Linked DNA regions of Gossypium raimondii: region 2 is linked to region 1. The links are chromatin contacts, called in public Hi-C maps. All regions are on one chromosome and are shown on one strand. The core of a region is the stretch at or near the end of the contact, and the rest is flanking DNA. Distances in the headings are between cores, read along the strand shown.

What was found. A called contact is a pair of places that touch in the nucleus more often than the background predicts.
Region 2: a Hi-C map of leaf shows a contact between it and region 1, with 2.3 times the contacts expected there. The contact joins the promoter of LOC105784051 here to the promoter of LOC105782856 in region 1. A contact is called at or near these places in 2 of 2 Hi-C or Micro-C datasets (both in leaf).

Annotation. Positions count from the first base shown.
Region 1 is chr13:46,648,912-46,655,354 of ASM2569854v1, reverse strand. LOC105782856 (probable membrane-associated kinase regulator 1) reads left to right here and starts at 4,977. Exons shown (of 1, transcript XM_012607906.2): 1 at 4,977-6,057. The coding sequence starts at 5,222. The coding sequence ends at 5,761. It also overlaps the pseudogene LOC105782854.
Region 2 is chr13:46,788,916-46,795,321 of ASM2569854v1, reverse strand. It overlaps LOC105784051 (protein DETOXIFICATION 19), which reads right to left and starts at 2,395. Exons shown (of 7, transcript XM_012609828.2): 1 at 1,914-2,395; 2 at 1-95. The coding sequence starts at 2,198.

The DNA of each region.
Region 1 (6,443 bases), core at 3,728-6,227:
TCCCCAATGAGCTAGTTGATTAATTGCTATTATATTCATATTTTGGCCATTTAACAGGATTAAAAGCAAACATTTTTTAAAGTGATTCTACACACTACTAATATTTTAATAAAAATATTATATTTCGAAATTATACTATCAAATGTATCTCTTCCAAGCAACATCTTCTATTTAGAATAGTTGTTATTCGAACAACTTTTGTTTGAGGATAATTATATCCAAAATAGTTATGTGCAGAACAATGCTTTAATTAGAACAATTGTCATCCAATATAGTTGTTATTTGAGAACAATTCCAGTTGAGAACAACTAAAGTTCATAACAATTCTTGTTTAGAATAATGGCGTTTCAGGAATAGATATGTTTAGAACGACCATTGTTTGGAACAATTGTGTTTTTCCAAAAGAGTCATTATTCAAAACAAGCTTTACCAAGAAAAGCATCACCACAAAACAACTTATTTGAAACAACCTCTACATTGAGAACAATTCACGTTTAGAATAAGTCAAAATAATCATTATTAAGGAACAACTCTTATCCAAGAACAACCATCGTCTGTCATTTCAAGAGATGTTCTGCGGAAGATATTTCATATGGTACCATTTCACCAAAGTAGAAGAAGTGGAAGTAACCCTAGAATATGGCAGGGTTCTTGGGTTATCTTCACTTTTAAAATGTTCTAGAAAGACTGGCTTGATGGATCAGATATAGAGGTAGTTAAGAGGTTCTTCTCTTAACATTTTCCTATAACACTGAGTGTTTTTCCCTTCTTTCAGAAACATGGTGAACTAATTTTCACTCTTCTTCATCATCATTAGCAACGAAACCTTTCTCCATTCTCTATTAACCCATTGTAACTAAAAATTAATTTCATTTCTCTCATTAATTACCAACTTTGCAACTCTTATTCTTGAAACACTATAAATAGGAATCTTCCACAACTGATTTAAAAACTTTTAAGACTTTTGGCATTTTTAGCAATTTGAACTCTCAAAGGATTCTCTCTAAAATTATCTCAACTTACTTCTTTGTTAAGCCTGATTGTTAGCAATATTTCTCTTTCTTCACCTTAGAGGCCACCACCTACCACCTTCTTCTAGTCATCCTCTCCGCCTTCTTTTAGTACATCTTATTCACTTGTTTACAATGCTTCCTCTCTTCATCAAAGAACCTCTACAATGATCAAAGTTTAAGTGATGTAATATGTCTTAAATTCAACCCATATCAAGTTAAAATGCTAAAGCCTTAAGCTTGAATCTGAAACCAATCTTGGTTACACACATGTTCAGATACTAGTATAGGATTCCTCCTCAAATACCTATATTCAACACACATGGAGTGCAAATGGCATAGAAATTAACTACTTTTTTTTATAGCTTCTTGTAGGAAATTCATTCTAGAAGCTGAAATGTAAGGCACATATGTGACAGAGAAAAGAGTAGTGATGACTATGAAACAACAATGTAATATGATTTGTTATAATTTCATTGGAAATCGAAATTAAAACTAATTACTTATAAGATATAGAGATAGCATATGACATGATTTAATATATTATCAAAACAAATTTTACTTCAAATTGTCAGGAATAATATGGCCCAAATGACTATCAAATATAGCAAATAAACCGAGCTCATCGTTATCAACTTGCTTGCAACAACAGTCTTTCTTCCATGGGAATGATTTGCTTTCCCCTTTACTAAATGATAGCGATGTGTTATTTTCTTGGATATCTTAATTTTCCCATTTCAAGATTCAATTTTGGTAATAACTTGACCACATTTTATGTACTTTTTTTTCCTGCTGTAAATTAATATAAGCAGATGATGTTTTGCTTTCCTCGTAAAGCCTCTCTCTCTCACTCAAGAAGCTAAAGCATTTAGCTTGGCTATAAATGGTGAGGATTGTAACAACCCAATATTTGGTTGGTGTCAAAAAATCCGAATTAAGGTTAAATTTTTAAATCGATGAATTAGTGAAATGAATATGAAGTTAGAAAGTAGAATCATTGTATAGCTTAATTAAATTGGTTGTTTAATAAAAAGTATAAGGACTAAATTATAAGTTAAGTATAATGAATTTTTTTATTGACGCATTGTACATATCCTTGATTAACAATTTACCATGTCCTTATAAATAAATATCCCATGGTTAAAGTTTAGTTAGCAGAGGAATTTGATCATTTCCATTCATCTCCACTAAATTTTATAATAGATAATGACCATTAGTTTTAGTTTAATTAAATACTAATATATATATATGTGTGTAAGTGAGTGGAAGGAGAGATAAAACTACAATCTTTTTCCCTTTATTGTTGTCGTCCAAGTTAAGGAAGAAAGGAGAAAAAATTGTTTTCATTTTCCAATTTCGGTTCCAAAATCAACAAGGTAATTATGTTTTTCTTCTTAAGCTTTTATGAATTCATGTTGTTTTAAGCATGATTTGATAGATCCAAGTGTTAGATTTTAAAATTATTAAGTGTATATCAAGTTGTCATTAAATGGGTTGGATGAAATTTGAAGCTTGAAAGTAATGGATTCATGAATGATGTTCAGTACATGTTAGGACTATATTAGAAAGTAACAGAACTAGTTGGATTAAGTTAGAAATTAATATAAGTTTTATAATTAATTTTGTGCCATTAAGCATGAATAGGTTGAAAGCTATTAGTAAATTTTGCTATAAAATGAAAGTACAAGGTCCTTAGTGGTTAAATTCAAAGTTGGATTTCAATTCAATAATGAATATTGAAAGATACGAGCATTTCGGATAATAAGGTTTTATAGCGGCTAAATTGAATAAATTCTTAACATGTTTTCACTTTGTATTCATATTTTAATTTATCGAACATAGCTAAAAATAAAGTCAAATCGTCGAGAGACAAAGGGAAGGCGAAAACCGTCAATGACTAACTATTTCAGTTTGTACTAATATAATTTGTTTTTCTTTCTTGAATTCAATTAAGTAACTAATCTTGTTAAAATACTAGTAACATACTATTACAAACTGTGTTAAATAATGGCTTAATTGGTAAGCTGACAGCTATGTTTAGGCTTATGGAATTCATTATGGTATTAATATAATTAGTTACTCAGTTATTATTATATTGAGAAGTACATGATATAATATATATATCGATATTGCAAAGTAAGAGATTGCGCTATTAAATGATGCTAGACATACTTAGGGTATAGTTGACATGCCATAGGATTTGTATATGTAACTGGTGAGAGCATTTTGACACTACGGTGCAATTCATTCTAACACTTTAATGCGTTACATTTTGTGGAGTGTTAGGGGGATTAGTGCCTTTATGTCTGATTAGCACTTCGGTTCTTATTGTGGGGTGTTAGGGGTTAAGTTTGCGTACCTATACTTGTGTTTGCATCCAATTAATAGGGGCTAAAAGAAAATTTTAAATATGTAATTCTGATTCTAGAAATGATGTTATATTCTGATTCATTGATAAAAATGTCATTTTGAATTTGATAGTCGAATATTATGTTGATTCTGTTTATGAAAGGTCATTCTAAGCATAATATGTTAATGATGCAAGCCTTGGTGATTGGTTGAGTGATTTTGGATTTTACTTATCTTTTGGTATATACATGGATTTGTCACTAATGTTTGCATATTTTGTCAAAATGGTCTTAATTGTATTTTTGAATTTTTTTGGGCCATCAATCTTGGTTCTTTTTTGTCAAAATTATACAAGTTAAGTATGTGTGTATTAGATTGGTAATTATATATATATACACCACATTTATGTTATGCTTGTAGACCTATTTCTAATCCAATTGATTTATTTTTTTTCAAATCAAATTTCCAATTTAATATTATCTAAATCCACTGAACTTATTTAAACCGACTCCTTTAATCGAAATTGACGGAGTTTTGGCTCTTGATGCTGCTATTATGTCTTTTATATTGTTTAAACTTGGGCTTTTCTACCTCAGAAATAGCCCATTAAATAAAAAAAACTCAGTAGCCCACACTCTTGTAAAATAATGGACCTACCATTGTAAGGGATTCAACAGAAGGATAAAATATTGAAAAAGATTTGAGAAATTAATGACTTGCTTGTGGGGTGGGGGCTCACTGCCTGTGGTCCCAAAGACATTATGAACTCAAATGGGCCCAAAACTTCATCCAAACTAGCTCCTTTGTCCAAAGTGTTTGATGACCCTTTGCTTCCAAAATAAATTTGAAAGTCGACCCCTAAAGTTTGCTTATACCAAGGTTTGCTTTGTTGATCTACTATCATACCCAAGGTCTTAGAGAGGAGCCTAAACAAAACAATAGGTTGGTACTTGGTACTTATATTAGCATTTATTTTAAGGCATTTAAGTAGTCAAATGTCTCTCCTATCTATGCTCCAAAAAGCTCTCTCTTTTTGCTTTACATGAAAGAGTATTTTTGGGAGATTGTGACAACTTATTGGAACAATGACGTTAAATTTTATCAAACTAAATATTGTAAGGTTTTGGGGCTAGAATGTTATGTTTCCTCGGAATATTATATATATATATATATATTATTTCAATTGATGATTATTTAGTTATTTTTATGACTTATATTTAATAAAGAAAAGAAATTTCACTTAATTTGAAGAGGTCTTATTTTTTATAAAAATATTTTACTCGTATTTTTAATTTCAAGTTTAAATTTATACTAATTATTATTTATTTTATGCCTAATTAATGTAATATGTATGTAATAAATAAACACTTTTCTCGTGCCATTACACTAATAACCAAATGACACATTAAAATTAACCAAGTACAATTTATAATTAAAATAGGGAATTCAAATTATTGATGGTGAGAGATGAATACACCTACCTACTTTGGAATGATTTAAGTCATGAAATTTGGGAATATCGCACACACTACCCAAGATTATTACAACACCAAGGTCTCCATGTGCATGGTTAAGCTTGAGTTGGCAAAATAACTTGATGATTTACACCACCAAAAACTCATCCCAATCACCCAACAAGGGGACCATATCTTTCCAAGCTGTCCCCTATAACCTCAAACACATGGTTCTCGCACATCCGATCATTTTAAACACGAAATAATCATATAAACATGTAAAAATCTATATAATACTGATTATAATTATCTCAACTTCCTTCCTTAATATAAATACTAGTACACAAGCTTACTTATATCAACATTCCAAACTCCCACACAAAAGATACAGTGTAATCAAAATCTCCCATGGAAAATCGGAGGAAAAGGTCAAGCTCTGGTGATCAAGATTCCGATTTCGAATTCGGGTGCTATACCCGCCCGGATTCACCCTCTTTAGATCCATATAAAACCTCACCAGCCGATCATCTTTTCTTCAATGGCCGACTCTTGCCACACGCCTTTCCTTTACAGCTTTCTCCAACAACACCAACAATGGGTTCAGCCGATAATGGTTCTCGACCTACAAGCCGAACAAGCAGCATCAACAGCAAGCATTCATTGATGTCTTCGAGAAGCAACAGTAGCAGCAGCAGAAGCAGTACTTGCAGCAGTGCAAGAACAAGCTCGAGTGACAGTTCGGAGAGGAGATTATTGTACCATAGCAGAATCCGAGGATGTGAAAACAAAGCAGGCAAGCTTGTAAGTGGTCAGTTGTATGGGGATCCCCACAGATGGCAGTATATAACAGCAGTGCCTGTTCTGAAACGTGAGGTTTCCAGGAGGAAACATGCTGAAGCTAAGAAACAAGGTGATCATCAACAAAATTGTGTTTCTAGAGGAAGATAAAGGGGTTGCCTGAGATTTTTCAGGTTATTTTTGTTGGCCTGTAGAGAATGTCATGCCTTGGAACCTTCCAGGAAACAAAGAAGTGGGGCAAGGAAATTTGACTGGTGTTGTTCGATAATTCATGATTAATTAATCCATGTAGATTATTCAACCTTTTTTTCCCTGAATATATTCTTGTTTGAGTTTGTGTTGATTTTGTCCTTTCAACGTCATTTGTTTGGAATTTTGGCACAAAATTTCTTGTAAACTGAAAATATAAAATCAGAAAAAAAAGAACATTCAAGATATTTATATCATTTCCATGATTTTGGTATTATTATATTATTGAATTTTCAATACAAATATGTGTTCGATTTAATTTTTCATATTTTTATAAAAATATTCAATATTTCATAAATATTTTGATTTGGTTTGTGAAAATTTCAATAGTATATATATAGTTAACAAAGGCCCATTTGGATCATGGCCTTGCTGAGCCTTGTTTTGCCCTTAATAGGTTGCCCGTTTAACGTTTATCTTATAAAACTCCTTCCAAACGGCGCGTTTTAAGTCCTCGCGAAATTAAAATTTTCCCGGAAAAAAATCAAATAAAAAAACCTCGAGAAAAACTCCATATTAACAAACAAAACTTTTACTTTTCTTATTCCTCGATTTTCTTTCAAAGCTCTGAAAAATCCACGCT
Region 2 (6,406 bases), core at 1,146-3,645, 140 kb before region 1:
ATGCAAGAAGCTTGTAAGTAGATTCCCAGCATGTTATAAGTTTTTGCACCAAATCCTTGACCACAAAGAGTCTCCAGTGCTCCACTTAGTCCCAACTGAAAAACAAACAAACAAACAGAAAGGAAAGGACTGTTCAGATAGCCAACTTTCAATGCACACAACTACAAGGCTTTGACATTACATCAGATACATGGAGATCTCAGAATTATATACACATCAGCAAAAAAAAAAAAAATCTATGAAAGATCCCTTAAATCATAGATGAAACCTATAATCAAGTAGGTAAAAGATTGCAGAAGGTTGGTAATCTTCTTTGGGGTAAGAAAGGAGACGTTAGTGTTAAAATTGCAAGGGATAATTTGTTTCTTCTACAATTTACAAATGCTGAAGCTAGAGAAAAGGTCCACGGCATTTTCAGAATAAGCAGGTGATACTACGCAAATGGGAGCCTAATCTGAAGTGTTTGGAGTTCTAACTGGAAGTACTTCATCTATTCCTTGATGATAATTGCTGTAAGGAATATTAGAGGGTTTAATAACCCTTTTAAGAGGATGAAAGTAGTCAATAGAATTCATAAACTGAACATTGATGTTGTATTACATTGGTATTTATATAGTTGGCACCAAATAAATTCGCTCTATTAAAAAATTTACTTTTTTTTTTTACCAGCTAATGATTAGTTGATGTAACAAGTTGATGGCGTTATTCTCTTTAGCTCCACCAACTGTATTCATTTACTTATATAATCATTAATTAGAATTTTTAAGTTATTTTTATAAAAAAGCCAAACCTGTCTAAGTCCGGTCCGACTTGACTTGGGCCAAGCTTGAATAAGTATTTTTGCATCTCGACCTTGTCCGAATTCAATTTAAATAGTAAAAAAATTTAAATTTAAATTTAAATTAAATTATAAAAATATATAAAATATCAATAAACATATATTTTTAATATTTTATTAATTTTTGAATAATTTAACGATTTTTTTGAGTGAACCGACCCAAAAACAGGTCTGGATAGCTTGTTCATTCAACTGATTAGAAGCATATTGGCAAGTCTAAGGCTCTTTATGGATAGCCTGGTCGAAGGATTACATGCTAAAAAATCCATATTTTTGCAAGTTTCACTGAGAAGAAATTCTAGCTAGAGCTGGAGGAAGATTCTAAAACTCGGAAGAAGCTGCATCTGTGTTGGCTAACTTGGACGTCAGTAACAATAAAATAACTATTTCTGCAATTTGGAATGAAATTGGAGAAAAGGAGAGGAAAGTCAGATGATTTGGTTTCCAGTTCATATACCAAAGCATTCCTTTCTAACTTGAACGGTTGTCCTTCCCACAAAAGATAAAGCCTTACTGGAAGGGGGATGAGCATTGAGGGCTATTGTTCGCTATGTCAAGGGAAATAGGAAACAAGAGATCGTCCTTTTGCAAATTGTATGTTTGTTAGTGTCTTACGACCTTAGGAGAAGCTGGGGGATGGAATCAGGAGATTCATTGACTTTGCACAAGACTTAAAGGCAAAGCTCTTGTTGTTTATATTTGAAGTTAGCATGGAATTCTTTCATTTACTTGGTCTGGCGAGAAAGAAATAGAAGACAGTTTCAAAGGTTTGAGTATTGGTGAGCAGGATATTGTAGGTTGAAGGCTTTCTTGGATAAATAAAAAACTCATCAAAAAAAAGAAAGAAGAAGCTATAATCAATGAGACCCAATCTTTTATTTTCTTCTATAACCCTTCCCAACAAATTTCTTCACCTAACAGTCAAGACAACAGTAATCACAAAGCTATAACCCAGTATACCAGTCTATAAATGTGAGGATACAATAAGCTTTTAAAGAGCTTTATTTTCCCCAAATAAGACGGAGTCATGACCTATGGTGTTATAAAGATGGGATGAGAGTAAATATAGAGTTACCATGAAAGCGTAGCCAGTGACATTGGCCCATGAATTGGCAAGCGTAGCACCAGCAAGGTCAAGCTCTCCAAGGTGACCAGCAAACATGACAGAAACCAAAGCAATGGCATAGTAAAAGACATTGGTAAGGATCATGGGCAGTGAAAATAAGATTTGTGTCTTCGCTTCTTCTACATCTAAAACATTCCTCAAACTCAAACACCTTGTTTCTGTACTTTGGTCTTGTCCTTGGGAAGCTTCACTCAAGAGAGCTGTAGTATCTAAGCTTGAGTTTGATGGCTCCATAACTCAGATATTCTTGGGATGAACTTTTTTCTTTTTGAAGGATTATTGGGATGTTCTTGTTCGTTATTATTGCTTACCAAATTGGCAAAGAAATTGGAATGACGGATGGGATTCTTTATTGTGGCAGTCTGGTAGATGGAATTTGATTGGTCGTACTCAATGCAAAAACAAATATATGGATGCAATTATACTGACTTTTTTTCGCATATGTTTTTATTTTGGATACCATTTGTTATTTAAATAGGAGGAAAGGAAGAGGGGAGATTAAATCATCCTTAATTAACTTATAGATTAGTGTTAAATCATTCCTATTGCTATTAAACTTATTTAACCCCTACAAAGTCTGTAATTTCATGAACTTAGGTTTCTGCTGTTGATATAAAAACATCTTCGAATGCAACCCATAGAACAAGTGTAAAATAACTAGAAATAATCAAAATAAAAACGATTTTTAATGACAATGACAAAAATATAAGTTTTTTCCGTACCAAAAATAAAAACTTGTAGGTTAAATGAGGAACTATGAAATTTGATCTTTGTTATGAAAGTTGAAATATAGAGATTTTATGGGGACTAACACTCAATTGGCAAGTAAAATAGACAGGCTGGAGGGTGGAGCCTCACTTCTCTTAAACGCTGTCAGGCTTTGATCGATGTGCCCCTGAAAGGAAGGAAATTTTACAGATTTATCTTTCAAGATATGATTGTGCCCCAGATTTTAAACGTGGTACACATGCTATATCATTAGTTGATTAAATTTGAAACATCAATAAATACATTAAAATTTAAACATTACTAAAAGTATGTAAAATTTATAAAAAATAAAAAAGTAAACTATACCATGGTCGGCCTTTTCTTTTGGAATTGGTCCAATTTTTTTTATTAATTACGAAAATGAATCATTTGCAAAATTATGTATAAAAATAACCTCACTATAGCAAAATAGACTTTTAGCGGCGTTTTTTTAGGCCTTTAGCGGTGCTTTTAAGCGCCATTAAAAGTATTAACGGTGCTTTCACAAGCGCCGCAAAAAGTACTGCTATAGACAACGCTGTTAAAAGCCTGTTTTGCTGTAGTGCCTATTTGCTACAGTAAATTTTGGTGTCGTCGTTGCCATTGACGGCACGACCCCTAATAAGTACTCAATCATTGACCATTTTAAAAATAATAATTTCCTTGGGTGTTGCCGCTGCCATTGGCGGTACTAGTAAAAATAAGTGTACATGTCATGCTAAAATACTCATATTCTGAGGGAAAAAGAAAAGGAAAATATTAATAGAAAGCATGTTAGATATTTTTTTGGTGTCGTTGTTCTCTTTGGTGACATCGGTGCTTTTTTTTAAAAATAATTTTTTAATGGGTGTCGCTGGCCTCTATGATGGCATCAGAGAAATTATAAAAAAGTTGTAATTCATTTTCTAAAACGAAGACTTAGATCTAGAGCAACAACAAAAAAAATTGAAACCTTAATGAGGACAAAGAAGGAAAAAATGATATATATATCTAGATAAAACAGAAGCTCCAATAGTGAGAAAAATGAGAAAGAAAATTGAAAAACTTTTGAGAAAAATAAAAATTATGGGGGAGATTGAAGAAAAGTTGAAATAATAAATAAAAGTTTTCCAATTTTCTTTCTCATCTTTCTCACTATTGGAGCTTCTCTTTTTAGCCAGGTATATATCATTTTCTCTTCTTCTTCTTTTTCCTCATACTTCTTCACTTACGATGAAGGTATCAATTTTTTTGCTGCACCAGATCCAGGTCTTCATTTTAGAGAATGGATAACAATTTTTTTTTAAATTTCCCTGATGCCGCTATAGAGGCCAGCGATACCTATTAAAAAAAGCAATTAAAAAAACACATTTGTGCAGTCAAAGAGAATGATGACACCTATTAAAAATACTATTTTTAATAAAAACACCAATGCCGCTAATGCAAACGGTGACACTTGTTAAAATATATATTTTTTTCTTTTTCCCTCATAATACGAGTATTTAGCATGACGTGTATTTTTACTGGTGCCACTAATGGCAACGGTGACACTCAAGGAAATTATTATTTTTTAAATTGACCAATGATTGGGTACTTATTAGGGGTGGTGCTGCCAATGGCAATGGCGACATCGAGGTTTACTGTAGCAAATGAGTTATTCTCGTACATGATTTTACAAGTGGGTCATTTTTATAATTAATACAAAATTTTGGGCCAATTAAAAAAAGCCCCTATGGTCACTCTAAAATAATGTTTGTCTTATTTTGGTCACTCGTATTTTTTTTATTAATTTAGTCACTCTAAATAAGATAATTATATGAATTAGTCATTACCGTTAAAATTTTCATATTCTTTTAACAAATTGCTGATGTGGCACATAAGTAAATTGAATGGTTGGTATGTGACATTTTTCATTGGCTTTTGACTAAAGTTTATAGACCTCTCTATAATTAGTCTAAAACTTTTCCCTTCTAAACTTCATAGAAAGGCATTAAACTTTAGTCAAAAGTAAAAAAAAAATGCAACATGTTAGTCACTCAATGGGCTAATATATCACGCCAGCAATCTGTTAAAAGAAAATAGAAATTTTTACGGCAGTGACTAATTTGTACAATTATTTTATTTAGAGTGACTAAATTGAGGAAAAAATAGAGTGAACAAAATAGAATAAACCTTATTTTAGAGTGACCATAAGTGTAGTTTACCTAAATAAAAAACATAAAATTGAATTTTTTATGTTTTTTATAAAATTTATAAAACATTAAAAATAAAAAATATTAATATTTTTTTATAAAATACTCAAAATTTTAAGTTTTAAATTTAAATTCGACTTCATAATTATATATTAGGAATTTGGAGCTATCTAAAACATAATTATCATCCAATGTTATAACCATTCTCTAAAAACCTTCAAGCATTCATCAAGGTTTAACTTAAAACATGATTAAGCAATTTCTAAATCTATTGCTTGGCTTGTCATTATCTACTATCCTACACCAATAATCTATCAACAATTTAAAAGGAAAAGTCACGTCACAAATGAGCTCACAGACAATGGAGGTTTGAGATGGAAGAATGGAAGCATTAATTCTCCTTCTTTTCTTCATGTTTCCTTAATCATTAATATTAGTATAATCTAATGGCTATCGTTTATCATCACACAATTTAATGGAAGTGAATGGATAGGATCATGTCAATCCACTAAATGATGTTTAATTAAGGTCTAATTGCATTCAAGGTCATGGCTAAGGACTAGTTTGGCAATGCTTTTGAAAAGTGCTGTGGAGAAGTTTGGTTTAAAATTTGAGTGTTTAGCATTGCTGTCAAAAAGTGCTTTTGAGAAATAAAATGTCCATTTTAGACATGTTATTATCAAGTAATAAATATGTATTTAAATAAAATTTAAATTAGTTAATATTATTATATTTTAGTAAGAATATAAAAAATTTATTATAACTTCTTGTTAATATTTTAATATATGAAATATAAATTTTAAATATTTTTAAGCAATAAATATTAATTATTTATAAAATTTAATTAGAATATATATTTTAAATATTTAAATAAAACCATTAAATATTTTTTTTATTTTTAATTAATGATTTTAACACATTTGTAATTAAGCAAGCACCAAGAAAAGAAAAAGAAAAATACTATGTTATTGGAGGGGTGAAAAAGTAATTAAACACCAAAAGTGCTTTTGGAAGAGGAAAAACTATTTAGCTTCTTCTTTTCAGAAGTGCTTTTGAAAAGTACTTCTGAAAAGTCAAAAATTTCAGCCAAAATCAATTTGTTTAGCACAACTCTTCTTCCAAAAGTGCTTTTTGGAGCCGGAAGTGCTTTTTTTTTAAGAACTACTAAAAAGGCCCTAAATAAATCAATAACGACTTGCTTAATTTCCAATCAATTTTCTCTATTTTAATCACTCCCCAATTTAATCATTGTTTAATAACTTATCTAGTTTAATCATTTACAAATTCAAATTTCTAGTCCTGTATTTGTCTCGTAGCCTTCTTGATTTAAAATTTTCGAATGGCTTAGTTTAATAAATTCAATCTCGAAATTGACTTTTACAATATTGATGAAAATCGGGTTGTTACACTCGACCTCTCTTTCTCTTTCGTCACTAACTTTGTTTGTCATCTCATCTCATCTAATTAGGATCTTGGTGTTGCCCGCTCTTGAGTATGAACACTATCCTTATTAGAATCTTAGAA